4 separate regions of the Mus musculus genome follow, and all the other regions are linked to region 2. Evidence: chromatin contacts called from public Hi-C and promoter capture Hi-C data. All regions are on one chromosome and are shown on one strand. Each heading gives the region's core, a stretch centred on a gene start, on an enhancer-like site or on the middle of the called end of the contact. The rest is flanking DNA. Distances are from core to core; before and after follow the strand shown.

What was found. Promoter capture Hi-C pulls out the DNA fragments that hold promoters and counts their contacts. A called contact is a pair of places that touch in the nucleus more often than the background predicts.
Region 1: a promoter capture Hi-C map of embryonic stem cells shows a contact between it and region 2, with 2.5 times the contacts expected there. The contact joins the promoter of Mcat here to the promoter of Fam118a in region 2. A contact is called at or near these places in 5 of 39 promoter capture datasets (the C10 cell line, embryonic stem cells, liver and 1 more) and 2 of 115 datasets of contacts at active chromatin or transcription factors (bone marrow-derived dendritic cells and embryonic stem cells).
Region 3: a promoter capture Hi-C map of pre-B cells shows a contact between it and region 2, with 2.3 times the contacts expected there. The contact joins the promoter of Cerk here to the promoter of Fam118a in region 2. A contact is called at or near these places in 2 of 39 promoter capture datasets (liver and pre-B cells) and 1 of 484 Hi-C or Micro-C datasets (muscle stem cells).
Region 4: a Hi-C map of CD8 T cells shows a contact between it and region 2, with 4 times the contacts expected there. The contact joins the promoter of Gramd4 here to the promoter of Fam118a in region 2. A contact is called at or near these places in 1 of 39 promoter capture datasets (cranial neural crest) and 1 of 484 Hi-C or Micro-C datasets (CD8 T cells).

The regions. Positions count from the first base shown.
Region 1 is chr15:83,551,971-83,557,988 of GRCm38.p6, reverse strand. It overlaps Mcat (malonyl CoA:ACP acyltransferase (mitochondrial)), which reads left to right and starts at 2,278. Exons shown (of 4, transcript NM_001030014.2): 1 at 2,278-2,718; 2 at 5,368-5,455. The coding sequence starts at 2,302.
Region 2 is chr15:85,034,944-85,041,421 of GRCm38.p6, reverse strand. Fam118a (family with sequence similarity 118, member A) reads right to left here and starts at 4,360. Exons shown (of 9, transcript NM_133750.4): 1 at 4,178-4,360.
Region 3 is chr15:86,182,179-86,188,114 of GRCm38.p6, reverse strand. It overlaps Cerk (ceramide kinase), which reads left to right and starts at 1,974. Exons shown (of 13, transcript NM_145475.4): 1 at 1,974-2,608. The coding sequence starts at 2,467. Gm15569 (predicted gene 15569) reads right to left here and starts at 2,387. Exons shown (of 3, transcript NR_155352.1): 1 at 2,331-2,387; 2 at 1,874-1,909; 3 at 919-1,463.
Region 4 is chr15:86,056,713-86,062,582 of GRCm38.p6, reverse strand. Gramd4 (GRAM domain containing 4) reads right to left here and starts at 3,821. Exons shown (of 19, transcript NM_001379572.1): 1 at 3,622-3,821. The coding sequence starts at 3,650. It overlaps Gm41375 (a long non-coding RNA gene), which reads left to right and starts at 3,967. Exons shown (of 3, transcript XR_875536.2): 1 at 3,967-4,191; 2 at 5,742-5,853.

The sequences.
Region 1 (6,018 bases), core at 1,029-3,528, 1.5 Mb after region 2:
GATAATTAAAGATAAAAAGTAGGGCTGGCAAGATGGCTCAGCGGGTAAGAACACTGACTGCTCTTCCGAAGGTCCTGAGTTCAATTTCCAGCAACCACATGGTGGCTCACAACCACCCATAATAAGATCTAACGCCCTCTTCTGGTGCATCTGGAGCAAGCAGAGCCAACCAGAGTGAGCAGAGGTCCTAAAAATTCAATTACCAACAACCACATGAAGGCTGACAACCATGTTCAGCTACAGTGTATCCATATCAATCAATCAATAAATCAATAAATCTTTTTTTAAAAAGATAAAAAGTAGCCATGTGTGATGGGCACCTTTGGCCACATCACACAGGAGGCAGAGGCAGGCAGATCTCCAAGAGTTGGAGGCCAGCCTAGTCTACATAGTGAGTTCTAGGCTGGCTACATAGTGAGGTTCTACCCACCTATTTCTCTCTCTCTCTCTCTCTCTCTCTCTCTCTCTCTCTCTCTCACACACACACACACACACACACACACACACACATGCACACACACACACATGTGAAAACATAAAATAAGAAAACAAGACTGAACAGCCTGAAAGCCTGAAACACTTATTTGATTTTCTTCAAACTCAGTGAAATATGTTTGATGATGTGGAGTACTGAGAGGCACATCCTCTCTGATACATCAAATTCCTATATTGAGCCTTAATCCCCAGGGTGAAGGCATTTAGAGGAATCTAGAGGACACCTGGAGGGTCAGGGTGATTAAGTAGAGGTGGGACCTTCATGAATTAGATGAATACCCTTATTAGAAAACACCCCCCCCATCTATCATGTGGGGATATTAATAGTTTTTCCCCACTGATGAAATAATCCAACTCAAGCCCAATTAAAAGTATAAAAGCTGGTTTATTGTGGGCAGCTCTCGAACAGGTTCACCGGTCTCAGAAAACGAGGCCAGGGAAATCGCCATGTAGACAGGGAGGCAAAGATGGGGGAGCAGAAAGAGAAAGAGGAAACATTCTGAACAAAGAGGGAATGCAAAGACGGAGAGAGCTGGGGTGGCTGTAACACACCTGGCACAGCTGGCTAAGGCCGGTAATGAGGTAAGCAGTTGCTAGGTCCCTGAGTGAAGGCCAGTGGAACTGCCTGTATACTAACAGAGTTAGGGCTAGGGCACCCGGGTTTGGATACAGAAGAGTTAGTTATCTGCAAGCCATGAAACAGATTCTTTCCAGACACTGAATCTGCAAGTGCTGAGCTTGATCTTGGACTTTTCAGCCTCAAGAACTCTGACATATAATTTCGATTATTAAGCCCTTAAGTCTATGGCATTGGTATGCCAGCCAGAGCAAACTGAGACATACCTCCAAATAGATCTTCTCATTGTAAAGGCTGTGGTGAGTATTGAGGTGGGGGCGGGGATGGATTTCCTGGGCACCTTAGCAGAGACTGGCAGGAAATGAGAACAGATCAGAGTTCTGGAAAAGGGGTGCAGGGCTCAGGTAAGGATCAGTGTGACCCAGACTCACAATAGCTCTCAGAGACTGCATAAGCACAACTTCCAGTGCCATTCTGTGACTAACCATATAGTACACAATCTTTACGACGTTTGTCTCCTTGTTTGTAAACTGAGGATTTATTTATTTATTGAGACAGAGCTTCTCTGAGTGTGTGTGTGTATGTTTGTTTGAGTGTGTGTGTGTATGTGTTTGTTTGTTTGTTTGTTGAGATAGGGTTTCTCTGAGTAGCCCTGGCTGTCCTGGAACTGCTCTGTGGACGATGCTGGCCTCGAACTCAGATCCGCCTGCCTCTGCCTTCAAAATGCTGGAATTAAAGGTGCGCCACTACCACTCGGCTATAAACTGTGGAATTTAAAAAGCGAATCTGACTTGTACTTGGTTCCACCGCACGGAGATTTACTAGCTTCCTATTATGATTTGGACACCTCGCTGTGCTTTGTAGGCAACAAGAACTATTTGCTTAGTACGGTTGGCAGAATCATGGGCAAAACCAAGCCAACCACAGCACTTTCACGGTCTACTGGACGGTGGTGCACAATTTAGTACGTAGATACCTATTGAAGGCTCACTATGGAAGCTATCTGCGGTTCCTGGTTGGAGATGTTTAAGGAAACGCACGGACCACTCCAGGACCGACATGCAACTGCAAATAGTTTGAGAGCTGGTAAAGATGAGTAGGTAACATAGGAACGTTTTTTTACTGGCTGCCTAGATGACCCGACAGGAAATACAGGAAGGACCGCCCCGCTGCGCAGCCGCAGTGCGTCTCAGCCGCAGCGATAACGACCACCGGCTCTGCGCGTCGCAATGAGCGCTCGGGTAGCTCGGGCCGGGTGGGCCTGGCGCTCCTGGGGCCGCCGCGCCGCCTCGAGCCTCCGGGAGCCGCCGCCGGACGCCGTGGACGTGGCGGAGCTGCTGCGGGACTCCAGCGTGGCCGAGGAGGGAGCCCAGGAGGCGGTGGCGCGGCGGCGGCCACCTTCACAGTGCTCCGTGTTGCTCTTCCCCGGCCAGGGCTGCCAGGCGGTCGGCATGGGCAGCGGCCTGCTCCACCTCCCGCGTGTGCGGCAGCTCTACGAGGCCGCGCACCGGGTACTGGGCTACGATCTGCTGGAGCTGTGCCTGCGGGGGCCCCAGGAGGACCTGGACCGCACAGTGCATTGCCAGCCCGCCGTCTTTGTGGCTTCACTGGCCGCCGTGGAGAAGCTACATCATCTGCAGCCGGCGGTGAGCCGAGGAGCGAGCGCCGGACCCCGCCTTCTGGGTCTCAGGGTTCCTCAGTCTGGTTCTTATTGGTCCCCAATCTGGTCCTCGTTGATAGTATTCTAGACGCACTGCACAAAATGAGGATCCCTGCTCCAGGGGAGTTTGCATCTTAGACGACACAGACACTTCACACTTAATGCACCGAGTTAACATATCACATTAAAGATGAATGCGTTGGGCTAGAGGATCTTGGTTCGGTTCCTAGCACTCATGTGGTAGGTTCACAACCATCCATAACTCCAGTTCCATGGGATCTGATGCTATTTTATGGCCTCTGCGGGTATCAGGTATGTGCACCATGTGCACAAAACATATAAACAGGCAAAACATTCAAACACATAAATTGCTTTATTTTGGTTTTTTTCTAGACAAGGTTTTTCTGTGTAACAGCCCTGTATATCTTGAACTCGCTTTGTACACCATACTGGCCTCAAACTCGCGGAGATCCTTTTGCCTCTGCCTACCAAGTGCTGAGACCAAAGGCATGTGCCACCACACCTGGCCACACACATAAATTTTTTAAAAAGGATTTATTTATTTATTTAATGTATGTGAGTACACTGTAGCTGTACAGATGGTTGTGAGCCTTCATATGGTTGTTGAAAATTGAATTTAGGACCTCTGCTGGCTCCAGTTGGCCCTGCTCGCTCTGGCCCAAGGATCTATTTATTATTATAAATAAGTACACTGTAGCTGTCTTCAGACACACCAGAAGAGGGTGTCAGATCTCATTAATGGTGGTTGTGAGCCACCATGTGGTTGCTGGAATTTGACCTCAGGGCCTTCAGAAGAACAGTCAGTGCTCTTACCTGCTGAGCCATCTCACCAGCCCCCACATAATTTTTTTTTTTTTTTTAATTTTTGAGAGGCTGGAGAGATTGCTCAGTGGTTAAGAGCACTGACTGTTCTTCCAGAGGATCCTGGTTCAATTCTCAGCATTCACATGACAGTTCACAACTGTCTATAACTCCAGTTACAGGAGATCTGGCACCCTCACACTGACATATATGTAATTAAAATACAATGCACATAAAAAGATTTTTTAAAAATTTGAAGATATGTGTCAGAGAAAGAAATACACAGTAGGGTAAGGGACTGTGATTTTAGATGAGTTTGAGTTGCTAGAATAGTTATTAAATGCTAAAGATTTATGTATGGTTATTTTGCAGGTATGTCTGTGTGTGACATGCATGTCTAGTGCCCCTAGGGGCCAGAAGGGGATACTGGACCTTTTGGATTTTTGAGTTAGAAACAGTTTGTTACTGTCTTGTGTTGTGGGTGCTGGGAATCTAACCTGGGTACTCTAGAAGAACAGCTCTTAACTGCTGAGCCATCTCTCTCTCTTCAGCCCTTTGAAAATGTTTTTAAAAGATGAGTTCCTTAAATGAAAGATACTAAGAAATTGATGTTAGGGGCTCAGGGATGGCTCATCCATTAAGAGTGTTTACTGCTCATGTAGAAGCCAGTTTCAGGCCCCAAGCAAGACCCTGGCTCATAAAATGCTGGTAACTTGAGATTCAAGGGATCCTGTGCCCTCTTCCAGCCTCCACGAGCATGTGCCAGGCTTAGAGATGAACACCTTTAATCTCAACACTCAGGAGGCAGAAGCAGGCAGATCTCTCCAAATTCCAGGCCAGTTGGGGCTACACAGTGAGACCCTGTCTGAAAAGACAGAGATGGCATGGCAAACATTAGAGCATGTGACTTCACTTGCTGCGGATATGTTATACTCCCAGGACAACACATGTTAACTGGTGCTGAGACCCTCTGTTCTACCTCCACAGCCACCTTCTGAGGCAATTGTTAGGAGCAACGGGAGGCTCAGGCGACAGGAATGAACATGATCCTGACGGAAGGCTCAGGTGACAGGAATAAGCATGGCCCTGTGGCACATTTCCTCGGTGCTTCTCTGGGCCAAGCCCGCACTGAGAGTCTATAGATACCAGCATTGCCTACTTATGTTAGCAGTCATGTGAAATAGGTCTGGGGGGACTAAATCTGCTTCTCTGTGGCTTGGAAAATCATAGTTTTTTAAGTTTAATTTTACTCTATCTGCATTGGTGTTTTGTCTGCATTCATGTCTCTGAGGGTGTTGGATCCCCTGGAATAGAAACAGCTGTGAGCTGCCACAAGGATGCTGGGAATTGAACTAGGGTTCTCTGGAAGAGCAGCCAGTGCTTGTAACTGATGAACCATCTCTCCAGCCCCCTAGAAAATCATATTTTTAATGCCTGTACTTTTGTTTTGTTTGGAAGCATGGGAAGGGTGAACTGTAATGTAGCTGTGTTGGCACTGAATTCAAAACTCTTTAGCTTCAGCCTCCTCCGGTACTGATTACAACCATGAGCGGCCATAGGCAGTGTGCATGTAATTTCTGTATCCTATGTGCCCGAGAAGCCACAGAGGATCAGTGCTCTGGCTCATAGTGTGACTGGAATCGACTTTAGCTGTCTTGCTAAGGAAAGCCCTCATCAATAAAGGGGAGTGAGTACCAGGCCAATAGAATTGGCTCATGGTGACACTTAATTGCCCTGTCAGTTCCAAGGGAGGGGGCACATCCCGGGACTGAGCTCGGAGGATTCGGCCTCATGTTGTGCTCTGTCTCCGCAGGTCATCGACAACTGTGTTGCTGCGGCTGGCTTCAGTGTGGGAGAGTTTGCTGCCTTGGTATTTGCTGGAGCCATGGATTTTTCTGAAGGTACACAAGAAGTGTGACTTGTTCAGGGTGTGTTCTCGCTGGGCTCAGTGGGGACAGGGGACTCTGTGGACAGTGGTGCTGGAGCCACGCAGGGTTGTCGGGAAGGGAGCCCAGGGATGCAGCTGATACTGGAGCTCAAGGACTGGATTCCACTGACCCCCTTTGAATCTCAAGGATCCGAGGTGTGTTTGCTTTCTTCCTCTAGTTTCATGAGGTCCGCTTTCCTGGCTGCAACCCTTCACTGTCCTCTGCATTTTTTTTTTAATTACATAAGAGAGTGTGTGTGTGTGTGTGTGTGTGTGTATGCATATGCATGCACAGGCCTCAGTGTGTGTGATGTCAAAGGACAATGTTTAGAGTTGGTCTATTACTTCTAACCTGTGGATTTCTGGGATTGAACTCAGGTTGTTAGGTTTGGCTACAGGCACCTCTACCCACTGAGCCCTCTTGCTGGCCCTCCCTTTGCATTTTTGTTTTTTCGAGACAGGGTTTCTCTGTTTAGCCCTGGCTGTCCTGGAATTCACTGTAGACCAGGCTGGTCTCGAACTCAGAAATCTGCCTGC
Region 2 (6,478 bases), core at 3,111-5,610:
GGCTGGTTATTAAAAGTGAGCAAGCAGAATGAACAGGATCCAAATCTGTGGGAAATTATGCTTTTCAAAAACTCAACTTCTGCCAGGCATGGGAGCACACACCTTTAATCCCAGCACTTGAGAGACAGAGGAATGGATCTCTGAGAGTTCAAGGCCAGCTAGTGCTACACCAAAGTACAGGCTTTGAGTACAAAGATGCAGGAGAGGGGAAGTCACAGCTCTGTGGCACAAGGCTTCCCCAGCAGGCTCAAAGCCCTTGCTCCCAACACCTCATACATAAAAATCCTGCAAGAAGATGTAGAGTCACGGGCTGCAGCTCAATCCCACTGAAGGAAAAGTGAACAGAAACTCAAAACCCACTTCCTTCTCCCAGCAGGAGGGGCAGGCATCACTCTTACAAAGCAAGTGGGCAGCAGGACCCTGAGGACACACCGGCAGATGGCAGGAGATGTAGGTGAGCAGTAGTTTGCCTAGCATGCACAATGCCCTGTGTTCCATCCCCAGCACCTCACTAACCAAATGCAGGCTTTGAACACACCTGCAGTCAGTCAGATGGGACAGGAGAAAAGGACCCTTTGCCACCTTCCTAATTAGACAGGGGCTCTCTCTGACCATCAAGTCCCAGGGCTCTCCCAGTCTCTGCCCCCTACAAAGGTGTAGGGGCCTCCATAGCCATACACAGTTTTTAAGAGGGTGTTGGGGATTCAAACTTAGGTCCTAGTTCTTGTGCTGCACAGAGTTGTCCACTGACCTCTGCACATACTGTGTGCTACATACATTCACACATATCATACACAGGATGACTTTGACGATGATGATGGCTATAATACACATTCTAAAAAAGAAAAAGCAAACCCCACAAGCACAACTGAAACAGTTAAGACCATAGTTCCTTCAAAGTATAGCACTACTCATGAAAGCACACATCTGCAATCCCAGATTTTTGGAGATAGAGGCAGGAGGATTAGAAGTTCAGTGAAACTTAGCTATGTAGAATTTTAAGGCTAGCCTGGGCGCATGAGATTCTATCCCAAAAGAATTAAAATTGCTGCTTTTAGGGAAAATCACACAAAGCACTCTGCATGCACACTCTCAGTCAAGTGCCAACAGCTCTCAGTGCCAACTCAGTCAGCTCTAGAGGCAGCCACCACCACGCTGCAGTCCTGCCCCTGTTCTACCACCAGTGTGCAGGGATGCCAAGGGACACATAGGAAGCTTTTCCAGAAACCTGACACCCACGGCACTGTTTCAGTCTGCCCATCAGGGGGGACAAGTCCTGTAAGGCAGGTCTTTACATCACTTTATAAGTCAGTGGAGGTTAAAAAAAAAAAAACAAAAAACACCCCAACCTGAGCCCAAGTGAACCCCCACCCCCAAACCCAGAAGATGCAGAAGAGATGCTCTATAGAAAAACTACAAAACTTGGGCTAGAGATATGGCTCAGGGGTTAAGAACACTTACTGCTCTTCCAAAGGTCCTTGAGTTCAAATCCCAGCAACCATATGGTTGCTCATAACCATTTGATGAGCACTTCTGGTGTGTCTGAAGACAGCTACAGTGTACTCATATAAGTAAATAAATCTTAAAAACAAAACAAAAACAAAAAAACCACTACAAAACTTTAGAGCTGGAGGGATCTAGGGTTTCTATAATGACAAATGGCTTCATTTCTTTGAGGTGAAAGCTGAGACTCCAGTAATTTGGCCAGCATCTTCCCACTTCTGGCTCTAACTCACTTCTGGCTTACCCCGATTCCTTTCACTCTCAGCTCAGGCCTACCTACGCCCTGCAGCCCCAGGCCTCCCTGTCACGCTCCTAGGTCATCCTGGGCCCCAAGGTTGGCTGCTACGTTTTGCCTGTGGGACTTCTGCCATTCTCCAGAAACACACCATCAGAAAGCCCAGAACATGGACAGACAGACAGATGGACACAGATACACACACACAGCCAACCCCGACAGCTCTGTCACACAGCTGCCTGCAGAACACAGTAACTTTAGCAGAATTGATAAGGAGAGCTAAACAAGAGGTATGGCCATGTCTCCAGGCAGAAGGCTGGGGAGGAAAGACAGGTACACAACCCAGAAGGGCCCAGCCAACAACAGTTTGCTGTGCTGCTTACAGCCTTGCGTGGCTCACCCTGAGACTGTTCCTCACACGTGAAAAAGGAAGAGTGTGTCCAAGCCAGGTGGCCAGAGGCATTCCATGGGATAATATCAGAGAAGCCTACATGCTTCCCAGGACCCCTAGATTTAACCCATTAAATGCCAGTCCTGCCACTGTAGGTATATTCTAAGTACCTATCAGTCACGTGTGGCTGTGGTAGCCACAGAAAGCCCTCCTGCACTAGGCTATCTCCATTTCCCTCTCCTTCTCCCAAATCCGGCTTCATCCATTATTCCTTATAATCCCTAGTTCACTGCCTACAGTAGTGCATGTCACACCTTCCAGTGCTCACCTGTCTGGACATCGACACCTCCTGCTTGCAGCTTCAACCCCTCCAGGTACACATCCGAACTCGTCTCCTTCAGTACCTTCCCCTTTCCTTCAGGACTCCCCCGCTGACTTCAGTCCCTCTTCCCCCTACCGGAAGCAGTGTGTCTTATACTTGGATAGCAGACACCCTGGTGAGGCGCTAAGGTGAGTACCACCTATAAGCAAACAGATAAAAATCTCACCTAAAAAAAGTTCCCGTGTCAGTGCCCCAAGCTCGAAGCCTGGGCTTTCAGCTCAGTCAAGCTCTAGAGAGCTACTGAACCACACGGCCTGGGTCCAAGTCATTCCTACCTTTTGTGGTCTTTTGGCCTACAAAAAAAAGTCGCTCCACCACAGCTAAAGTGACCACTGGAAAAAATATGTAAGCCAGGACTAGGGACATGGCTCAGTCACCAGTCAGTCTGACCTGTGAACATAAGGCCTGGGTGTGATCCTCAGAACTCCTCAACCTTTAAGAGTCTGCTTCCCTGTTACCTCTTGCATCCCCTTCCCTCACCCCAGCTACTCTCTAGAACCCCCAAGCCCCAGCTGCCTTGAAGGCACTCTTAAGTACCACCAACTTGGCTAATCCCCACCTCCCAACCCTTACCAGCTGGAGCTGTGTCATCTGCCTCCAGCACCCAGCACTGGGCCGCAGAGGGTATCCACTCCCTCTTTAAAAATGCCTGGCCCTTGCCTTTCACAATCATCAGGCCATGTTCTTTCTTGGGGCTTTACCTCAGGGTACCAGACTGCCGGTGTAGCAAGCAAGTCAAGGACTGTTTATCAATGACAATAGCCCGAGGAAAGGATAATCCTTGTTCTAGAGATTTCCAGGACTGAAAATGATAAGATGTGTACCATTTGGCCCCAAACCTCCACCTCAGGGAAGACAGCCACCCTTAAATCAGGATCCCAGAAAGATGGACCTTTAGTTTACCTTCGTCCCATCAATTAGACCACTGTAATCAAGCTTTACTTTCCTGGACTGGTTTTGGTGGGCTGTGTGTGGTAACAGAAACTACCACACATTGAGGGCACAATCTAAAAGAGCTTTGACTGCCCAACTCCCGTTACTCCCAGCGCTGCCATTCTCCACAATGAGTCGGTCCCACACCAGCCTCCACTGCACGGTGAAAACAAACGCACATGCGAAGCCCCACATCCCACCTCCTCTTTGGTTATGCGTGGTCCTCTGTTGACCTATCAGATGGTGCTACTTTTATCCCTATTTACAATTCACAAACCTCAAGAACACTCTAGTAGAAGCTGAAAAGCTCTGTGGACCTCAAGATAGAGAGCAGGAGGCAGGAGATCCTAGGAAGGAAGGTCTCTAGGGATAGGTGGGTCTGAAGGCCTCTCCACCCAAGAAAGGATGGGAGTCTATGGGCCTGGAGACCCGAAGCTTTGGAGTTGGACCAGAGGGGATCTGTTGGACTTCTGGAGAAGATATAACGGTCTCGGGCCCTGAAGCCGCCGAGGTCTGTGTGCTGAGTCTGAGGGAAATCTGGAGGATGGTGAGGTTTTCTAGGTGTGGAAGGTAATCAGGTCCACAGGTGGCCGCGGACCCAGGCAGCCCAGGGGATGTCGGAGGCAGGGTCCCCAGCGCATCAGAGGGCACTAGGGTCCTGGGCACCCTAGGCGGGTTTTGAGGGCTGGGGAGACGCGAGGCGCTGGCACCCAGCCCCGACCCGCCGCCTCACCTGCCGTGCCACGGAGACACCAGTGTCGCTCGCGCTCTCGCCGCCTCCCACCCGGGTCGCGCCCCTTCGGCTGGGTGGAGCCGCCGGGCGCTGCGCCGGATGGCGCTGCGCGTGCACCACGCCGAGCCTGCCCAGCCGAATCCGCAGCGCTCTCTCAAGGCCTTCCCCCCGCGCGCGCGCACTGCCCGCGCGAACGTTCCGCCCTGAAATCAACGGCCCCGCGGCAACGGGAAGCCCCGCCCGAAGGGGCGTGGCCACGACGCGTCCCGCCCCCAAGAGAAGCTACGATTGGACCCACGGACTGTGCTGTCGTGTCCACGATGAGCCTGGTCTTAAGAGACTGAATGTCTCGCGGCCAGTCTTCCCAGCGCTGTTTTGTCTTCAGTTTCCCCATCTGCACGCCTGGACAGCCCCGCGGAAACGCAGAAGGCGTTGAGCTCGGCCGGAACCACCCTTGGGCAACCACTTCCAGCCGGGCTCACTCCATCTACCTCAAGCCACAGGCTGTACAGCCTGTGCCCTTCCCCAGCCTAGCATGCTTCACGTCCTCCCCGCAGTGACCGACTCCCTTACCACGTGTCAGAGTAGGCGTCTGGCCCTTCCGATGTGCCTCTTGGACACGTCTAGCTTGGGCTTAGATCCAGGGACTAATGAGCATATGTACCCAGGTTCAGCACCTGTTAATCGGGTGAACTCAGTGCCCACCCCGAACGTTCGAGAGTACACGTGGGTGGGCTCTGCGCTGGAGCACTCAGCATGAGGACCTTTAAAAGTCAATGACACCTCTCCTTTCTCTAAATAAGGCTGGGATGGATCAAAGCCTATTTCCTCTTCCTCATCTTCCCAGGTCGGCCTGCCCAGGCAAGTTATTTGGACTTCCTCTACCTCTGGCTCCTTTTTTTCTACATGGGTTTGCTGTAAGCATCCCTTCAGCCCCATAAGAAAAATGCATGTGTAATAAAACCTGGGTTTTTGTTCTTTTCTTTTTGAGACAGGGTTTTATGTGGCTTTGGCTGTCCTAGAACTAGCGCTGTAGAACAGGCTGGCCTCAAGCTCACAGAGTTCCACCTACTCTGTGGGTGTAAGGTATACAAAATCACTACCTGGCCAGCTTGAAATTTGTGGCACCAGAGCCCAGAACAGTGGTTTGAACACCTGAGTCTGGGTACCTACTAAGTAGCTGGCCTTTGAGAAAATGTTTTTTTCAGTCCTCAGGACATCTCCCATGAGGATGGCACCCCATTTACTGCAATTAACAGCAGGAGAGGAGGAAGCCCAGAGAAGTTGTATTGGCAATACCAACCATGCATTGGCTTCAAAGGTCTGGGCTTCCCACTACTAGACTGAACAATTTACATGTGATGCAATTTAGTTCACAAGCTCCTGCTTCCATAAAGGGTCCTAAGACTTGAACCTGTGACACTGGAGAAGTTCCCGGGTTACAGGAAGGAAGTTGTTCAAGGAGACTGTAGGCTAGGAGCTGAGGAGTTAGAACCCACAGCACACCACCCACACACTGGATGCCCTCCAAGATCCAGTGTGGCAGAGCCTCAGTAATCCCAACTCTCCATCTAAGGTCAACACAGATCGGAAGTCTCTGCCCATTCAGCCAAGCAGCTTTACAAGGGCAAACCCACAGAAGGGACAAAAGGGACACCTTAGAAACAATGCCCTCCTCTGTATCCAAGAGAGACAGATGAACACTTTCTACCCAGCCTGGCAGTACTAGGATCACCCTGATTTACAGGGAGTCTCAGAAAACTGCTTTAATCCCTGTCCACTGTGTTCATTCTGAGTAGATAATGTAGCGCCCGCCAGTGTGTTCCTGCAGTGCGTCATTCAGGTAGGCTGAACAAATTCATGAATAGGTGTGTGCACAAAATATGTTTCATGGCATGAGTTCAACAGACCAGATTCCTTTCTTTGTTATACCAAAGGTGGCCTTGGAGGCAAGCAGCAGTGGCTACCCCAGGAGATGTCAGTCTGTTTGAAATGCAAGTGCCTGTGGAAGTCTGCGAGAGTAATGATTACAAAGCACAAACTATGTGCTAAACTTCCCTGTGACACCTCTTCCTTCACTCTCACAGCAACCCTGTGCAGTAAGGATTGTGACTTTTTTCCCCCACAGATTCAGAAAACAGAGTCAGGAATGGGGAGATGTCTCCTTGTGGGTAAAGCATTTGCCATGCAGTCATGAAGACCTGAGTTTGAATCCCCAGAGCCCACCTAAAAGTCAGGCATGGTGGCACATCCACAGTGAGATGAGAGGCAAAGACCCGAGGAATTCCAGAAGCTCCAAAG
Region 3 (5,936 bases), core at 725-3,224, 1.1 Mb before region 2:
GGCCATTCCTCAGGTGCTTCTCATAGTTTGTGTTCTATGTACACATCCCTGGATCTGTGTTCAAATCCCCCCTATACTAAGTACACTGGTTGACCTGAATTGAGACTACCTTAATGGTTTAATTTTTTTTTTTTTTTGGTTTTTTTGAGACAGGGTTTCTCTGTATAGCCCTGGCTGTCCTGGAACTCACTTTGTAGACCAGGCTGGCCTCGAACTCAGAAATCCACCTGCCTCTGCCTCCCGAGTGCTGGGATTAAAGGCATGCGCCACCACACCCGGCCCTTAATGGTCTAATTTGTTTGTACACATGTGTTCATATGTGTGCAAGTGCGCATATGTGAATGAGTGTGTTTGAAGAAGTGGCAACCTCTGTCCAGGAACCAAGCTATTGCCCCCCCTCCCCGTGCCCCCAAAAGCCCTCATTGAGTCACCTCTTTAAAGGCTCTGTCTCCAAATAAGCCACTATCTATGGCATCAAGCTTGGGGCTTCAGAATTCAAATGGGGGAGGGGGGTACACTTCAGTCCGAGGTAGGCACTGCAGGATCCTGGTTCTCACTAGTGAGCTATAATTCACACAGGTGGCCCTCCTCAGGTTCTTTAGTATTTTGTGGACCGTGTGGCTGTGTCTTCCTGGATGGAACTCCTCTAGGACTAAGGTGGAGTCCAGTCCTCTTGGTATTAAACACTTACATATAAACACTGCATTAATTTCCAGGCGTGGTGGCTCATACCTTTAATCTCAGCTCTTGGGAGGCAGAGGGAGGTGGATCTTTAAGTTTGAGAGTCTATAGAGTGAGCTCCAGGACAATCAGGACTACCCAGAGAAACCCTGTCTCAAAATAATAATAATAATAATAGTAATAATAATAATTAATAATAATAATAGCCCCTGCTGCCCTTGCCCGACACAACCCCTCACCAGTAACAGAGGCAGCATCATCAGCAATGGCAAGAGGTTTCTGAAGAAGTTTCATGTCCACATTCCCCAAGCCTCATCCCGATAGCCGTGAAAGGAAAGAGCTGGGACAGCCATTGCTTCAACTAACAACTGAGCTAGGTCAGGTCCAGCTTGCTCCAGGGTGGGGCTAGGATTCTGCCTGGGCCTAACCAACACTCCAGGGCTGTCAGGGAGCCTACCATTGGGCTGGGCTTCCAGGAAGCAAGTGATTCATGGTTGTCCCTGCCCTGCAGATGGACACAGGGCACCGACAGGATCAGACCTGTACCTTAGCCCTCTGGTACCAGGCACAGGCAAGGTAGACTTGGCCAGCTCCACCCCAGTCTGCAACAGCAGGAGAGCTGAGGGGGAGGGCAGAAGGCTCTCCTGTCTTCTTGAAAGCTGACTCCGCTGTGAGGCTTAGCTCTGTCACACCACAGAGCCCTGCACTCTTGGACCAGTTAGCATCTCCGAGGAGACTCTTCCTTGGTCAGATGTGAACAGATGCTATCACGCAACCAATATCTGAGTAACACATTATGCACAGAGACCATTTTAGACACTGGAGACCCAGTAAGGGACAAGCCCACATGCCCATGGAATTTTCACAAAGATGGGTAGATATGCAATGAGTGCAGTGCTGAATTTTGCCCTGCTGTGTCTTGGGATGCTTTGGCTGGGGGAGACGGAGTCCAGGAAGACCTCCCTGAGGTGGATATGTTCAGCTTGTCCCATGTTAAGCTGCATCAAGAGCAGCAACTCCGGTTCCCTAGGCCTGTTTGGGAGGGTACAGTCAGGTGACTGATAAGAAGACGCCTTCTCCCGTCTCTCTGGTGGCTGTAGACCCACAACCATCCACACATGAAGCTTCCACTCCCCTGGAAGGTAACCCCTGTCCTCTCCATCCTAGCCTTCCTTTGCCTACTGGGACTAACCTGCAGGACTCTTGCTAGCCGCCAGGAGACCAAGACCTAAAAAGAGACGGATGCCCAAGGTCAAATCGCTCCTGGGCGCACACCAGCAGTTCCACGGCCTCCTATCGCCTGCCCAGGACCGCCCGGGCAACATTTCTGCGCTGCTGGGACTCCGCCCGTCCCTTTGCAGCCCTCCCTACCCCGTCGCTCGTGCAGACCCAGCAGGACCCAGGGGCAGCCAGAGCGACAGACTAGTGTCTTTCAGGGCACCCGGCCGCTCCGACCGCCCTCCCCACAGCCAGGTCCCTCAGTCCCCTCCTCTGACCCCTCCCTCCCGTTCCTTCCTAGGCCTTTTCTGCTCCTCATCCTAGGCTCCCTAGACTCCTCTGTTTCTGATTCTTCTCTGGCCCCAAGTCTAGCTTCTCCTGTCCTCACCCTGGTCGCCTCCTCCCGGGTCCCCGCCACCCTCTCTGCGTACCGGGTGACGCAGCGCCGCCTCCCGCTCCCGCCTCCCCGCGTCACCGCCGGGCAGACTGCAGGGGCCGCTAACGGTCCCGCGCCCCCCCCGGTGTCCGCGCGCCCCGCGCCCGGCGGACGAGGCCGCGCCGGCGGCGATGGGGGCAATGGGGGCGGCGGAGCCGCTGCACTCCGTGCTGTGGGTGAAACGGCGACGCTGTGCCGTCAGCCTGGAGCCCGCGCGGGCTCTGCTACGCTGGTGGCGGAGCCCGGAGCCCGGGCCCTCCGCGCCGGGTGCCGGTAAGTGTGGCCATCCCGGGCTGGTGGGGCCGGCGCTGCATCCACCCCGGCCTGCGTAGCCCGAGCGCTCCGGGCAGGCTGGGATGGGGCGGAACTCGGAGGGAGGAGACCTGGGGCACGGGGAGAGGCGCCCGGGATACCGAGGCGCGGGGAATCCGAGACGCAGAGCCCGGGTGCCGGGCGGTCTAAGTACTCCGCGGCCTCTGGCGGGGAACCGTCTGGGTGCTGAGAGCCCAGATACTCCTGGAACTGGGATGACAAAGCCTCTGGAGGTGCTGGAGGGGGAGGGGAAGAGCGGACGTCCACAGCCCCCCACCCCCCATCCCGGAGCATCCGCGGGACCCTGGGGGAGGTCTGTTGCTGGTGCTGCCGTCGGGATGGCGCTGGCACACCTGGACAGGACTGGTTTCTGGTCATATTCTTCGTCCAATACAGTGAACCCAAGTACATACACATGTTTCTCTATGGGAGAAGCCCAGAGGGGCCCTGGCAGGGACTTCCTGCGATTAGGCAGTTGAGCAAGGGCCTTTGACTTTCCGATGGAGTGTACACCCTGCTCAGCCGCCCTCAGGGTTGAAAGAGGAGTAGCTTAGGCCAGCATGGGGAAAAAACGCAACCCACCCGCAGTGACTGGGAATGGTGCAAGGACACTAGAGCCACTCTCCCCGGTGCTTTGCTGCAGGTTGTCTGGTGGCCGACGGATTGGCGGAGATTTTAAAGATGTCATTCAGTCCTCCTTAAAAGGAGGATTACAGAAGATTGTATGTGGACATCTGGGCTGGGGGGCCTTGTAGACGACCTTGTAGACGAATTCAGTTTCATAAATTCCTTGCTCCATTTTGTTGTGTTTGTTTGTTTGTTTTGAGACTGTTTTCCTATGTGGCTCAGCCTCAGACTAGTATTACAGATGTGTGCCACCAAGCCCAACTTGTTATTCTCTCTCTCTCTCTCTCTCTCTCTCTCTCTCTCTCTCTCTCTCTCTCTCCTGGGAATGATAGAATCCAGGGCTTGTGGCTTGCTAAGCACAGTCTTTACCACCAAACAGCAAACATCCCCTGCAAGTTTCCCTTGAGAGCCTGCTAGGGGATGGACCTGGGGATTCTAGCCTAGTGGCTGATGGAGTGGGGCCTTTTCCACTTAAGGAGGCACAGAGGGATGCGTGGGGATAAGTGCATCTAATGGGCTTGGATCCCAATTTGAACCTCCGAGGGTAGGGCATCAAGCTTGAGTCCCAAAGGGGTGGTCACTCACCAGTGCAGACCTCACTTTATAAGGGTGGTGCTTGCCCAGGGAAACCTGGAAGGGCTGAGTGTTGATGGCGAACTGATAAGGAACCTCGAGAATCCAGTGTCAGGGTCACGGTTGGTGGGGAAGAGCTGGGGGATAGGGTCCAGGACTCCCTCAGTCTGGCAGGCTGAAGTGGGCATTGGTCTTTATAGTGGGTATCAAAGGAAGCCCCTGGATGGTTGTTTCCAGCTGAATATTTATTTATTTATTTATTTATTTATTTATTTATTTATTTATTTATTACAAAGACCTGGTGATCTCTTCAGGGAGGATAGAGAGGAGAGACAGAGCAGAGTTGAAGGAAGGCAGTTGACCCAGTCTAGGTGGGGACGATGGAGGTAGGCAAGGTTGGGTGACTGTCACCCTGAGCAGGCACCTGTGGGAATGGCGGGAGTCAGGACTCCCTGGAGGACACCCTGAATTTCTGTTGCCCTTCATTCGCTCATTCATTCCCTCGCTCATTCTACCCAGAATGGCTGTGTGGGTAGTTGGGGCCGTACGTACTCTGGTATTGTGCTGAGGCTCTGCAGACTGAGCTGAAGGGAGGTAGGGCTAAGGTAGCCTCAGACTCAATCGCCACCAACCCGGTTTCTAGCCTTGGAGTCAAAGCAGCCTTGTCTTCAGAGTGCCTTTCTGTGGCTCAGTGCCTGGGACTTGATTACCCTGAAGTTCTTCCCATGTGCCCCTGGCATCACCTCCCAGGGCATGTCTCTCTTGTTCTCGGACTTTATTACCACTGTGCTGCCTAGGCATGAGTGGGTTGAATTTCTTTTTTCTTTTTTCTTTTTCTTTTTTTTTTTTTTTTTTGAGACAGGGTTTCTCTGTATAGCTCTGGCTGTCCTGGAACTCACTTTGTAGACCAGGCTGGCCTTGAACTCAGAAATCCGCCTGCCTCTGCCTCCTGAGTGCTGGGATTAAAGGCGTGTGCCACCACGCCCGGCTCTAGTGGGTTGAATTTCAGGTAAGCCTCTAGGGCCTAGAATCCTGGCTTAGGATAAGAATACTGTTGCATGGTGGGTGCTCAGTATGTGTGAGCTGCAGTCCTTTGCTCTGGCTCATACAGACACGGGCCCCCGAAAATGTGGAGCTCTACCGACTCAGCTGAGGCTGAGCAAACCTGACTTCATGGGAGAGCACTGCCTCCTCTGGGTCAGGGAGGCCATGAAGACACTGGACAAGACCCACTCTCCTTTTGTGAGATGTGGGGTGGGACATCACCAGTCGCCTGTGGTCAGCGTTGGCACAGTTGGTCAGCTGCTCTCACGGTTTCCGGCGCCCACACTCTAGGCCAGGTTTGCTGGCAGCGTCTGCTTTTCAACGTCGGCGACGGCTTGTTTTTGCTGGCAGGTGGCTTCCACAGCTGGCCGGCTCTGTTGAGTATTACGTCACCCCTGTGAAGTGTGCAGCCACTTTTGTGTAGACTCACCCATAGCCCCTTGGGGAGCAGCCCCAACAGACTGGGTCTTCTCTAGGACTGGCTGTAAGGGACCAGTTGGTAGGCTGTCTCAGAAAGCACCCTGCTCACTTCCCCTTTCCTGATGCTCTCCACCTCCGTGGTGAAAACAAAAAACAAAAAAACAAAGCTGGCAAACTGTGACTTGCGGGGGGGGGGGGGGGGATTAGGGGGAGTCATCTTGGTCCCCCACCCCGTGTTTTCACACCCTCCCCCCCAGAAGTAGACCTACTTTAGAATAAGGTGAGATTTGAGTATGTGGAGTCAGAGAGCGCGCTCTGAGCAGTTCGTGGCACATTTAATTCAGTTAGCCAGGGCCACTTCCAATCTGCCACTCCCCAGGTGTGTCCGGACACACCTCAATTGCCTGGGTTGGGAATCATGGGCAGAAGATTGTGCAAAACCAGATTGGGAGACCTTTGAGAGGCCGGCTGGCCGGCAGCCCTGGAGCTCGCAGACAGTCCTGAGGGACCATGTGCAAGCAGCTGGGTATTTCATCTCCCCCTCCATCCTCTCCTGCTGTAGGCATGAGAACGGGAAGATGCGGATTACTTGTTCCCTAGGTGCCTGGCGCGCTGCAGAAGGAGG
Region 4 (5,870 bases), core at 2,572-5,071, 1.0 Mb before region 2:
TGAACGAGAACATCTCAGCAGAATGTCACCAGGTCCTCGGCGAGATACTGCCACACCTTTAAAAACCACATGGTCCTTTTAACTCAGCTTTACAGAAGGGTTATCATGGGGCCCTAGAGCTGCTGTGGCCACAAGTTCAAATCCTAGCTCTGCTATGGAACTAACTAACAAGCCCTTGAACCAGCTGTGGCCCTCTCTGTGCCTCAGTTTCTTTACCCAATGATCACAGCAAAAGTACGTGGGGTGAGAGGAGGCACTTGGCACTTGGCACAGTGTGCAGTACGTACATGGATTTCTCTTACTACTGATTTTTTTTTTTTAAGATAGGCTAACGCTTCCTGTCTTCCTGTCTAACCACAGGGGACTTTAATCACAGGCTTAAGTATAATCACAACCCTGGTTATAATTCAAACACCAAATAGTCTTAACAATAGCCTTTAGATGTCAAATGTTATTAGTGGTGACTTATAGCTGAAAGTCCCCTCCCAGGCCTTCAGTACTGGCCACACACAGACACCCCAGGAGAAAAGATCGATGTTTTCTACAATTAGGAAAACCCCTAAGTCACAGCAGGATTTTTTTTTCTTTATTCGGCATTTCTCCATCAGCCACAGGCTCTGACCTGGTACAGCTGCCCTGGGCCCACCCACCTGGGCTGGGCTAGGCCTCCTCCCTAATGCTGGCCCACACCTGGCTAAGGACTTTCGCCCCTTCTCTAACCACTATTTTCTAGTTCTGTCTAGAATGAAGAAAAGCTGGAAGCCACCAGGGAAAAGCCAAGGAGAATGCAGCCCCAAGGCCACTATGAATGGTACCAAAAAGTCCCCAGTCAGCTCACAGAGCTCACATTCCAAACCTTCCAGAGACCCTGTTTATGGTCAAACGGCCCTGGGGTGGAGGCCTCCCTGGAAATGGCCACCTGAGGCCGGGGAGAGAGGATCTGCCTCACGGCATTCACCTGTGACTCACTTTGCAAGGCTCCCATCTTATCTCTCTAGATTCAGGATTGCTGTTTCTCCACTCTTGACACACCACAGCAACTGTCCCAACAGCCACCTACCTACACAAGCGGGCTGCCGCCTTGCCCCGCACTGCCAGAGGGCCAGCCGCACCCTCGCAGTCCACCTAGCAGGGAAGAATGCAGAAGCTCAGAAAAGGTGGCCCAACCACACAAGCCAGTCACTGCATCTCCACTGACAGACAATTACCGCCACACACACTAAAGTGCTGCCATTATGATATACCAAGAAAGCCAAACACCAGAGCAGAGGGGCCAGGGCTGCTTAGAAGGAGAACCTACCTACCCAGCTCCCCAAAGAGGACGGCCCCCAAACACAGTCCTTGCCCCATCATGAGCACCCCAACCCTGTAAAGGCTCAGTAGATCCGGCTTCTAGAGAGAAGCCCTACCAGTGCATGAGGAACTGGATAGGGCTCCCATGTGTCCCCAGAGAAGGAAGGGACACCACAAAGCACATTAGCCAACAAGGATCCCACAGCAGAATACTAAGCCTTTGGTTCTCCAGACATGAATTCTGTCCAGATGTGGCATGGCTGGAGTTGCTATTTCTAAACAGCTGTAACTTCCTATGCCGTACAAGCACAGCCAAGTCTCAGAGCCTCCGGTGACACTGTTTCCATTGTGTGGAGCACTCGCTATTGTGAGGCAGAAATGTTGATTCAGGAAACAGGTCCGACTCTCCTCTTTCTAGGTGGTGAAGGTGAAGGTGAAGCCCAGAGAGAATGAGGACAGCGGAGGCCACGGCTGTTGGCACCGACGACTGCGCTGTCTGCTGGCGCCACTCCGGGGGAGCCACGATAATGGAGGGCACCAGGAGGTTTGGAGAGAGAGAGACCACTGGTTTTCCCTTAAGGAATACACCTCTGCAAAAACCTCTCTGCCTGCCTGGGGAGGAGGCACAGGATAAACAGGTGCCCAGGCTGGGTGGAAACAGACCTCAACTCTGAGACTATCTCGGGCAGTTTATAGGACATAAGTTCTAGCATGGACTCAGACAGACATCTCCGGAACCAACAGGGACAGCCATGTTCACCACCATCAGCCAGGATGGCAGAGGAAAGCAGGGAAATGATGGTCCACAAAGAATTCCATCCTGGGTATCCAACCTCCTAGATATCCTAGCCCGTACCCCTGGGAGTTCAGTAATCAGTACCACAGCAAAGGCAGGGGGCTCCAAGTCCACAAGCAGTTTGGGGAGGAGGGAGGAGCAGGCATGTTGACTGAGACTCCCAGCTGGGGTGTCCCAGAGAGCATCTTTATATTGTGGCTTCATCCTAGCACGGGTCAGGGATACTAAATAAAGCACTCTGACTGGACTGGGCTGTGTATCCCCAAATGGGCCTGGGAACAGGTTGGGCAGAATGAGAGAAGATTCTTCCGATCTCTGCAGGGCCACTAAGCCACCTGAGAGGCACAGGGTGGATGGCCTTGCCTGACTCCTCACCTAGAGTGTGTCTGGCTGCCGTGGAACCCACACCATCTTGTTAACTCTTATCTTGTCATTAGTCACCCACTGATAAGGAAACTGAGGCAGGGCTGGTTTTGTGACAGTGCCTTGCCCGATCTCACAGAACAGGTATCCGAGATAAACTAACTTCCAACTGTCCTTTATTTCAAACCCTACAGAGCCTGGACCATGACCCCTCCTTCTGAACCTGGCCCTAAAGCAAGCTCCTACCTGGCTGGGGTTCAGCGAAATTGAGGATTGGGGGGGGGAGTGCGTTAAGACTCAGCACCTTTAATTTTGTCCCTAATCTACACAAGGCAAGGCAGGAAGGGAACCCACTCTGAACAAGGTCCCCCCAAACTGAATCTCTCTTATCTCTGAAAATGGGAAGTTCCAAAGAGTACAAGGTTCTGCCTCTGGCCCTAGAAGCCTGCTTCTTACCCTGGCCACGGGTAGGAAGGCCACAGGGGAACCAACATCCAGACTAGTCAGTCCCTCTCCACCCTTCAGAGGTGCTGGTCCCGCTCTGGACAGATGAAGTCTTAGGTTAGGGACTGCCACACAGCACCCCACCTTAACGGTTGTATAAACACATAGGCCTAAGCTCCAGCCCAGGTGCCAACTGTCCCCAGAATCCCATAGGCTAATTCCAAATGAAAGGAAAAGATATAACAGAGAGCAGGGTGTGGAAAGGGAGCAAGCGTCCACAACTTTTCCCCGGGTCATCTGTTGGGCCACACCGGCCTGGACAGCCCTCCTCCTTTTCAGTCCTCCCCCACCACCAAGAGAGTGGGTCAGTAGGACGACATTTGCTGTGCCCTCATCCTGACCCCCCCGCTAGCGGCCTAGGCATGGTGACCCATCTAATGACTCCCCCACATCATAGTTTGGGCCCTGCGTCCCATCGACGTCTGCCTCTCGCCCACCAGGACCCTGACCCGCACAGCGCCCGTGGTACGCGCGAGGGGCGGCCGTGACGCGCGCCCCGGGAGCGTGTGTGCGGGGGCGCGCCCGCGCTGCTCCCCGAAGGGAGGGTCGCTGCTGTGGGCCACCGAGTGAGAGTGTGGGCACACGGGGTCGCGGCCCGGCAGCTAGGACAGAGCGTGGCCAGCGTCGCCCAGGTCCGTGTGGGAGTCCGCGTGCGCGCCGCTTACCCTGCGGGATGATCGGGGCCAACTCTCATCCACCCGCCGCCGCGGCGCCCCCCTGGCCGGCCACCCGGCCGCGCTGCACCTGCCGCCCTCCCGGGAGCCCAGCGGCGCCGGGGAGCGGGGACTACGCGGCCCCGCGGGTGCCGGCCACGAGCGCGGAGGCGGCGCCGCGTCGCGCGCTCACGTCCTGCTGCGCGGAGTCTGCGCGCCCCCCGACCGGGCCTGCGCAAGCCGCCGCCCCGCTCCGCCCCCTCGCCTCCCCGCCCTCCCTGCCCGGTGTGTGCGCGCGCGCGCGCCCGATCACGCGGCGCCGCCTTTGTTTGGGTGACCCACGTGGGTCCTCGCCGCGCGTGCCCACGCGCACGCGTGGCCGCCTGCCAGTCGCAGCCACGGGCACAACCGAGCACAAGGATACACTCCACTGTCACCTCTCTCCCGGCGAACTGGCTTGACGGTTACTGCCAAATGGAGACCCGCGCTTGGTGTAGAAATACTTGTCCTGGCACCGCCAGGCTGGACTCAGAGCACAGCTCCACACTGGGAAAAGGACATGGAACCTCCACCTGGAGGGCAGTGAGCAACTCCTCCCTTCTCTCCCACTCAGTACCTAACCAGGAATGCCACATACCTTTAAATGTCACCGTAGCGATAGGAAGCCTACTTTAGCTCTAGTACTATCTTAAAGGAAAAGAGATCCTCCAGGAGTCACTTCCCCCGTTTTGACTCGCCTTTCAAAAACCAGGGTTGACAAGGACCCAGAAAGATAACTAATGAACCTGGTAAAAGACCACACCCTCCAGAACCCCAGGCCCTAGCCTGGTTGGAGGACTGACCTGCAGCACCGTATGGGGTCTGACCTAGGAGGTCCACTGTAGGGTACGAGGGTGACTGTAGCAAACTCAGCATCAGCAAGTGGAGACAGCACATTAGACCTGTGACCACATGACCCGCTTGCACTGCGGGGCTTTGACGACCTCACCTCCAACCCTCTCAATCCAGAACTGTCCCCCACCTTATTATGTCTCAAGCACCCCAGGAGATTTGAGGAATGCTGAAGGACTCTGAAGCTTTCTGGGGGGTGGGGTGGGTGGGGGCAGGATTCAGGCCCCCTTTTGTCCTCCAGCATTGCCTACCTTCCAGACAGGCCTTTGTCCCAGGGTCTGGGGCTGGCATCCAGAGAGGCTCCTGTAGGTGAGCTCTCTCTCTCTCTGAATGCAGAGTGAGAAGCAATGCCCATGTGTAGCACAACATGAGGTCTGTCCAATGGCTCTTGGCTGGCAGTGTGAGATGCCAGGCTAAGCTGCCTGCAGGGCTTGGTCTTGGCAAGATGAGAGCTACTTTGGGCAGGAACCTCCTCTGAGTCACCTTTGTGCGGCATCCCAGCCCAATGCCACACCAATCTCGCTGGTTCCTCCTACCCCTGGCTTTCCCTGCTTCCTCTCTGTCCTACAGCAAAACCGGACTCTGGTCGTCGCCCCACCCCCACCGCCCCCTGCAAGCACAAGTGCTACTTTCCTGCCTCCAGGATTGCCTAGACCATATCCTCCCTGGGGCGCGGAGGAGGGGGGAGCCTCTCCACTCTGGCCCTACCCAACCTTCCAAGCTAACTCCAAAGTTTCAGCTCCACAAAGCCTCCCTTGACCAGTCGCCCAGTTAGAAAATGTTTCTAGCTTCCCAGGAAGCCAGAGTTCTCGGGAGTCATTCCCCACCCTTCTCCTGTGAACTCAGCTGGGCAGCTTCTACCAGGAGAGGTTCGATGCATTCATGTAGGGATCCCTCCCTGCTGAAGTTAAAGTGTGTCTCCAGAGTCCCTGCATTGCAAGCTTAATCCCCAGTACACCCATGTGGCACGTGATTACTTTGAAGGGCTCTGCCCTCAGAAAGGCTTTATGATCTGAGCTGGCTTTATAGAGTAGGCTCTCGATGGAAGGTGGGTTGGTTTGAATGAGAAATGGCCCCCATAGGCTCATATTTTGAATGCTTGGTTCCCCAGATGGTGACATTGTTTGGGAAGGATTAGAAGGTGTGGCCTTGCTAGAGGAGGTGTGTTTCTGGTGTGCTTGAGGTTCCACAAACCCATATTCCTGGTTAACTTTCTCCCTGCCTCATGTCTGTGTCTCAAGGTATAAGCTCCCAGCGACCGCTCCAGCACCATGCCTGCCTGTCTGCTACCATGTTGCCTGCCGTGATAGTTAACGGACTAACCCATGGGAGTCCCAGATTAGACACTTGTCTGTAAGTCACCTTGGTCA